Linked DNA regions of Mus musculus: region 1 is linked to region 2. A link is a contact called in public Hi-C data. All regions are on one chromosome and are shown on one strand. Each heading gives the region's core, a stretch centred on a gene start, on an enhancer-like site or on the middle of the called end of the contact. The rest is flanking DNA. Distances are from core to core; before and after follow the strand shown.

Region 1 (4,093 bases), core at 1,027-3,526, 430 kb before region 2:
TGGGAGGGTGGGCAGGTTCACAGGCGGGAGCCTTTTGCTGAATTTGTTGTTGTTGTTGTCCGTAAAACTAAAGACACCTTGTGGAGAGCCGTGCCGTGAGCAATCGCCATTATAAGATGGCGCTGGCTTCCACTGCGCCTAACTAGTAAACAAGCCTTATGCGCAAGTGCAAGAGTAAATTCACGCCCAGTCACTGCCCATTTCGGGGCGTAGTAATGGGGTGATGGGCGAGCAACGGATCAGGTGCTGTCACGCCACATCAGGTGCTGAAACGTCACACTGAGGGCTATATAAGCAGCGCCATTTTCCGGGTTCGGGGTCTTCCTTATGTTGAAGCAATAAAAGCTTTGCCGTAGAAGGATCCGGTTGTCCGAGTGAATTCTTGCCGGCGAGATACTAGCTCAGGCGAGAACACCTAACTCAAACCCACTCTGCTTTGCTTTAGTTTCTGTTGATGGCTTAGGAGCAAGCCATCAAGCCACCAAGGGCCGCCCATGTTTCTGAGCCTCAGTGGTCAGAAGGAAGATATCAGTTTGATGCTTTCCTCATTCCACAGGCAGGACCCAAGGCTGCCATCCCCAGTGCAAGGCAAGCCCTCGTTCCCCAGTGATGTTTGCCATGGTGGCAGAAATGCTGTGTTTAATTGCATCCCACCCCTCAACTACACCTACTGCAGAACAGACTCATTCCGCTTTACTCTCTGATCCATTTTCCCATGATTTGGGGGTCAAATCATTTTTATTTTCTCACGTAAAGAAAGAAGGGGGTGGGGGAAGCCAATTAAGTTGCAAGCAGATGCTCCAGTCTTTGACTAAGAGGCACACAGATGAGGCATTCAGAAACCCGAGGATTGTTTTCAGCTCCCTCCTTGTCTCCCTGACGCCCTTGAGCTTAACTGCAGTCAGGTCACAAGTATGTTTATGACCAAAACTGCCAGAGTCCTTTGCCTGTGACCTTGTACTCTTGAGAAGGAGTGTGACTCTGAAATTCAATAAATAAATAATTCTGAATACACAGTGTTAGGAGCACAAGGTACAAGACTCTGGGCTTCCCTTGGAAAGAAAAATAAAAGGCTTTGTAGGAGTGGGATGTGGGTCTCTAAATTTTGAGAGAAGGGTCACCTTTTTGCAAGCAAATATCTTACAGTTCTTCCACTCAATAGCTTATATGTGAGTTAAATGAATGCAAAGGGCTGTGTGCTACATTCTGTCACAAAACAAGTCATAATAAAACATTAAATACACATGAGGTCTATACCTATAGATATGTAGATACACATACATATGTAATTTGGTTGCTTATTGATATGTTTATAAAAAGATAAAGAGAGAGGGGATATGTTTTGGTGGATGTGTAGTCAGGTAAGGGGGCAAGAAGTGCCTCTACTGGCCTATGCTGAGGCATCCCTTCTTCATGAGGGACCAGCCATAGGATGATATACTATAGAATAGAGTTTATTCAGGGCATGGGGAGGGGAGTCAAGAGGGTAGTAGAGACAGAGAAAGGGGAGAGAGAGAGAGAGAGAGAGAGAGAGAGAGAGAGAGAGAGAGAGAGAGAGAGAGAGAGAGAGAGAGGTAGAGGCCAGGCATGAGCATGTGGCGAGCAGGAGCAGGAAGGCAAGAGAGCAATCGAGAGAGAGGAGGAGACAAGCAGCCCCTTTTATAGTGAGTCAGGCACACCTGGCTGTTGCCAGGTAACTGTGGGACAGAGCTTAGACAAAATGCTAACACTTACGATCTATCTTTAAGTATTGCCTAAGAGTCGATCATTCTTTAGACCACGTAGGCAAAGTTCTAAACCTTATTCCTGATCTTCATGTAGCTTTAGTGTTTGCATTGCTTAGATTTCCTTGTGGCATGCATCAAAAAGAGGTGATGTTTGACTTTTATGAATAAAGAAATACGTTTAGTTCATGGGAGATACTCACCTACAGTCCTGTGGTGGCCTTGTTAATGGGGGCCCTCTTGTGCTTCATCCTTAGGGTGCATGGGCTAAGAGTGCCCCATGACCTCACAGGTTGGAGTTGGCTTTAGGTTTCACTCTAGAACACAAGTGAAGCATGCTGCTAACTGAAGGGGCAAGGAAGAGGCGCGCGGATGCTAAGATCAAAGTCATCTTCCCAAGGTCCTGATTCGGAAGATGAGGCTCGGTCTCTGTGTGTTGACTTCCGTGCTCAGGCACGTGACTTGGTGACTGCTCGGAAACTAGAACCAGATCTTTCTGATCCCCAAACAGCTGCTTTTCCTTCTTTCCTCTGTCAGCAGCTCTCTGTTCTGCTGAGCACAGCAGAGCACAGGTGACAACCACTTCCTGAAGGGTCCCCAGGCTTCCGTTTACAAACCTCTTGGTTTCCAAAGCCATGACTCAGGTCCCCGGTGCCTAACCTCCTTTTGTTCCTCTTTGCATTGTCCCTTTGCTCTGTCTTAGTATTTTTTCTTTGCCCCTCCATTGTAGGTGACCTTCCCAGGGCAAACAGGCAGATTGGGGTCAGGGTGTCCTGGGGTGCAGAGTCCAGTGGCCAACAAACAGAATCCTGGGTCTGCCTCAGTGGTCCCTGAGAGAGCAGGGATGGTCTGTACCTCTCACTGCCTCTTTTCCTTCCTGTCTCCCCTCCTCTTCCCTTCAGCTCCTCACTCTTCTCTCCCCTGGTCCCTTATCTCTGCTCTAGATGTTGCTCTTTCTTCGATAATAACAGTCCAAGATAATGTAGCTTTAGATAGTGTCACCAACCAGAAACACCCAAGGCTAGCTAAGCAGGCAGCAAAGTGTAATTTTAAATTTAAAATTAGCCATCTAGACCTATTTCAGGAGTTCATAGCTGTGGGGTGGTGACCAAATGCTCACCCTGTAGCAAGAGTCAGAGATGTGTGCAGTGGCTTAGTGAGTTAAAAAAAAATGTTCCTGGACTCATGACTCAAGAGAAAAATGCCATTGTTTCTAAAATAAGCACATTCTACATGCATTCTACATGATGCAAATGATTTCTGGATAACACAGAGTAATTTAAATATGTTTTAATTTTATTTTAAAATTACTCAAAAGAACTTTAGTGGCTAGTAGGTTGGAAAGAACAGAGTGTGAGGGAGGGCTTTCTTCTCTATTGTTAGAGGTGACAATGTTTACCATGCAGCTGGTTAAGGACTAGGGGACCTGTGACAGAGGTCAGTCACTGTGTGGAAGGAACTGGATAAGCATCAGTTAGTCATTGTTTGTAGCTTTACTGTTTCTATCATGTAACATTCTCTTCTAGAGGACAGTCACATGCCTTCCTCCTTCCCCAGATCCATCAGTGGCCACCTCATGCCTTGCTAATCAGTGTATGTATCGTGGATGGCACTTGGGGCGTCATCCTAGGTCATCAGGACAAATGAGGCTCCAGTCCCCCTTAGTCAGAATCAGAGCTAGAAGCAGATTCCAGCTGCAGATGTGCTGGGTTGCTAGAGCCGATCCTGGTTCTTGGCCACAGCGATCTTGTCTATAGCTCACTTCGATGACTATCACTTCCTGGGGGTCTAAGTGGAAAATGGCAAATATACCAAGCTAGCTCCTGCCCCTGGGATTCCTGTGTTATTTATTCTCTTCACCTGGGGGCTGGCTCTGCTTTCCACATAATGCCTGTTCTGCCCCTAAGGCAGGCATGCATGTACTTGTCCATATACTTTGTTCTCCACTCCATATATGTATGTATATATATATATATATATATATATATATATATATATATATATATATGTGTATGTGTATGTGTATGTGTATGTGTATGTGTATGTGTATGTGTATGTGTATGTGTATGTGTATGTATATGTATATGTATATGTATATGTATATATATGTATATATATACATATATGTATATATATGTGTGTGTGTATGTATATATGTGTGTGTGTGAATGTGTATGTATATAAGTGTATATGTGTGTATATATGTGTGAATGTGTATGTATATATGTGTATGATGTATATGTGTGTAGTGTATTATGTATGTGTATGTATATATGTGTATGTGTGTATGTATGTATGTGTATTTGATAGCACCTAAAATATGCTAAGCATTATGGTCCTCTCTAACAAGTTCCCATTGATACCGATGA
Region 2 (4,322 bases), core at 1,777-4,276:
AGGGGCGCATCTTTCAGAGCTGTTCTGAACATCAGCACAAGGACCGTGGGAGCAGAGCGGGGTCCCTGTTTTGGGGTAAGGAAACTGAAGTTTATTTGGTGAGTATTGCCACTAGAGCTGGCCAGTGCAGGCAAGGCTGGGCTAACAGTTAGGCAGCTTGATTCCAAATGGAATTCTTTTTATGGCATCTCATAAAGAAACAAAATGTCACCTGGAAATTGGAGGGGAAAAGGAAGAAATGAACCAGTGTTGACTGCCAGGAAGGTGACAAAGTTGACCACCTGTTCCTCAGGTAGAAACTCAGAAAAGGGGGGGGAGGAAGGTATATATGTATAAAACCAGGATAAAGTTCAATTGCTCTCTATAGAATTCATTCATTCATTCACTCATTCATTTGGAACAAACAACAGATGACAAACAGAGCAGCCAGGATGGAGTCCAGTCAGTGTCTCACATGCTGGAGGTGCCTGGTTTTGAAATTTGGAGGAATTCCTGAGTAGTGGGAAAACCAGATATGGGAAGCGGAGGACCGATGCCAGGCCCTGACATGGATAGAAGTTGAGTCGGAAAACACATTTCCCAAGATAGATAGATGAGTATGTCAATTCAACCAAGACCATGTGAAGCCAAGATGGCTAATGGCTGTCTTCCCCACTCCTCACTGGCTGTTGCTGCGGCTTTCCCTGGCTGTTCCGCTATCCGAGTCGTCTACCCCAAAGGACAGAGTGATCCATGGCACAAAGGCTGCTCAAACTTGCTGAACTTTCCTTGCTGTTCAGTAGCAGGCCAATGTCACGTTGTGAAAACATACTGTCAGGCAGACTTGACACAATGGGTTACTGTCTATCATGCACTTTCCATAATTAATACCACTTAAGAAATGGCACTCAGGGCAGACTCCAAGGTTAGACTGTTCTCAAGGATCTGAGATCTCACCTACTTGAGACTCTGCAGGGGAGACAGAGGGAGATGAAAATGGAGGCGACAAGGCCAGCTGGCTGAGTTTGCAGCTCCTCGGTGATCCTGTGACTTCAACCCACCACGCTACAGAGAGCCTGCTGGGTCCACCGGACATCCCGTGCTGATCTCTCTGATGTCCTGCGTAGGGAGGATTCCTAGCCAGCACAGGGCCTCAGGCTGCCTGGAGCTGGCGCCTGCCTCCCAGGGGAGGCCACTCCTGCCTTCCTGGTTAATAACATGGTGTTGAAAAGACAAGTGCCGCTTCGAGGTCCAGTGGTCACATTCATGTTGTGATCTTCTTTGGGGCTGTCTCATTGTTTCCACTCACGGCTAATTGTGCCCATGTGACGAGAAGCCGTAGACAGGCTGCGGTTCCGGCGCTAGGCTTGACTGGGCTCCCTCGGCCTGACTGTGCTGGTTCCGCTTGACTCAAAGGGCTTGCCTCGAAGGGTCTGAAACTCACAACTCTAGCATTGCTGCGAAAGAACCAATATTTTTAAGGGTCTGGTAGGGGAACGTCTGCCCTTCGTTGTCTGGGTGCTAGTGTGAATTTTGCCCTCTCCTCCTTTTGTCTATCGCATCTGTCCTCGCACTGTGCTCTAACACCACGGAGTCTCTCCGGACCTTCGGACCACTGTGATGATCCCTCTGATAGTAGCTTCTTCTGACTGTGATGACGCTTACCACGGGGCAAACCACATCACCCTGCACCTTTGCCACTGTTTGTATCCGTGAATGAGTTGTACAAGATACCCACACAAACACCCACACTCACACTCACCCCTCCACACACACACACATACGGCCATGCGGCGAGGGAGGGGATCACAACCCAGTGGGTTTTAAAAACCACATCCCTATCTTACAAGTAATAAGAATCAGAGGGAAGAAGTTTTTAGGTGAGACATCCCAGTTTGAACTTGCTGGTAACTAGTATGAAGCCAGTAGGTTTGAGATAAACCCCACCCCCCCAACCCACAATTCCCTTTTCTTCTGGGGAACTGGAGAATCTCCTCTTTTTTCAGGGGTCATATATACTGAAGCTATTCCTGCCCTTCCGAACAAGGTCAAACAAATACACTCAAGATTTTTCAGATATTGGCCCTCCAATTTTTAAAAAAAGATCCATTTATTCATTATATGTAAGTACACTGTACCTGTCTTCAGACACACCAGAAGAGGGCATCAGATCTCATTACAGATGGTTGTGAGCTACCATGTGGTTGCTGGGATTTGAACTTAGGACCTCTGGAAGGGCAGTTAGTGCTTTTAACTGCTTAGCCATCTTTCCAGCCCAGGCCTTCCAAAATTTGAAGGCAAACTAGGAGCCCCCCCCCCCCAGGCTGTTCCCCAGACTTCCAAGCACACAGAAACCGTCTGGGGAGCTGAGGAACGTCAGGCTGTGATCCAGCAGTTCTGGGGTGAAGATCATAGACCCCCCACCCGTGCCTGGGTCAACTGCTCAAAGGAAAAACTGAATTATATGTTGTCTTTCAGTTCAAGAAATCTTCCAATATCATTTTAGTTCCTATCCTCAAGCATTTATAAAAGCGCTGGACCTACATCGGGCTTTTATTACATCATGTCCAATACGTCTGGACAGAAGACTGTTAAAAACAGAAGGAAAACAAAACAAAACAAAACAACCTCCCAAAACCAACCCATACATCCTTTCCTTATTCGCTCCAGCCCCAGTCTCAGCCCTGTTTTGAAATAGTTACATCTTTCAGTTACTTATAGCACGGTTATCATCTGGAAATTGGAGCAAAGATGATGAAGGGATGCTATAACGAAATACAAGGTGTCTGGTGCGCATTGATATGACTAGGAACGTAATTAATGCCTCTTTAAAACTGAACAAAAGCAGAGCAAGAAAGTAAAAAAACAAAAAAAACCCCAAAAACCAAAGCGATTACGCATCAGCTGCCGAAACACTGTGTCCTAGCTTAAACGAGGCTGGAAAAATGCTTCCACAAATGAGAATGGGATGCTTGAGGACTCCAGCCTTTCCCGGAGGGGTTGTAATGGCTCCAGTCTCCCAGACGGGCTGCGCAGCGGCGCCGACGAGCTCTGCTGCCCCCTGCTGGACGGAATGCCGGACTCGCGCCAGCCTGTCTGCGAGGCCAGCGCTGGCTCCCTCGGGGCCCAGCGCTCATCCTGCAGGTTATGCAACACCAGGCTGCTACCAGCTCGCTTCAGGAAAGGAAACCATTGACTTCCTGGAGCTCCAACTGAGCCAGTGTTAAGAGGAAGGCGGAGACTAGAAAAGGACACGTACACGTCCAGTCTTGGAGGCGCTGGGAAAGTCTGTGTACAACCCTAAAAAGTAGGAGGAGCCTTCCTGTTTTCCGGTTAAGAGATGCAAGGCTTGGAGTGTGTGTATGGAGGGGGAGTGGACTAACTGAGAGGAAGTGGTGTGGAGATGGGCAGCTGGCTATGGTCTTCCAGTGGCGCCACACCTCCTCAAGCCCAGCTATCGACGTGGTGGGTGGCAATGCCTGGTTTCCAGAGTGCAGCCCCAGCTTCCAGCTCCTTCAAGATCATAGATCTTTTAGCTGTATTCTGCTTTGACCTTCAAGGTTTTAAACTCTGACTTGTTGAAACGTACCCCATGTGTTGGTCTTTCCTAACTAGACACAGTGAAGGCTCTAGAGATTGACATTTTAAGATGGAGCAGGGTTATCCCCTCCTCTTAGGGCCCAGAAACAATAGTCCAGATCACCAGAGAAATTTTTCTTCAATTTGGACCAACCCTTTAGAGTTGTACTTTTTGGATGCCTCCTGGTGTGAAGTGAGGGAGACAGTTCACTCTTGTCCAATCTGGATGTGGATTAATGGTATTTTCCAGCCCATAAAAGTATTTAAAAATTTTTATTTCACACTGGGTTATGAAGCATCGCTGTCATTCTGACAGTTCAACTGGAACTTTCACAATTAAACCTGATAAGAACTGAAAGTCACCGTAGAGATTCCAAGGCACCGTCCTCTTATTTTATAGATGATGTTCTGGGCTTTTCAACCAAATAAGAATAGATCTCTGGAGACAGCAAGATGACCACCACGTGTCTGTTCTCAGTCTTTGGATGGTACCTTTCACATCCTGGCAGGAAAAAAGCTGAGTCAGCGCCGCAGAGTCGGAGCCTGATTATCACATTCAGTAGCTACTGCCAAGCATACATTAGCACCTCTTCCAGAACTCTCCTCGGTCTGCACAGAGTACCCAGAGACTCTGCTCATGAGAACACAATACCGCACAGGAGCCAAGGAAGCCCAAAGTTGTCCACCCTGACCTGGTGATGAATGTCATCAGACCTCCTTTGTCAGTCATAGCCAACGTGTAGACCGAGACCATATCTTGCAGA

The links. A called contact is a pair of places that touch in the nucleus more often than the background predicts.
Region 1: a contact with region 2 is called in a Hi-C map of cerebral cortex, with 2.0 times the contacts expected there. The contact joins two enhancer-like sites. A contact is called at or near these places in 1 of 484 Hi-C or Micro-C datasets (cerebral cortex) and 1 of 115 datasets of contacts at active chromatin or transcription factors (fibro-adipogenic progenitors).

Annotation. Positions count from the first base shown.
Region 1 is chr14:120,570,609-120,574,701 of GRCm38.p6, reverse strand. No RefSeq gene overlaps it. Among named protein-coding and RNA genes, the nearest start is that of Gm41252, 5.9 kb to the left of the region's middle. Within about 2 kb of position 2,276, at least 84 of the 459 cell types and tissues checked have an H3K27ac peak or open chromatin away from gene starts, as enhancers often do. A contact at or near this core is called in cerebral cortex, where this site is marked.
Region 2 is chr14:120,136,770-120,141,091 of GRCm38.p6, reverse strand. All of the region lies in intron 1 of Gm4681 (a long non-coding RNA gene), which reads left to right. Among named protein-coding and RNA genes, the nearest start is that of Gm4681, 3.2 kb to the left of the region's middle. Within about 2 kb of position 3,026, at least 195 of the 459 cell types and tissues checked have an H3K27ac peak or open chromatin away from gene starts, as enhancers often do. A contact at or near this core is called in cerebral cortex, where this site is marked.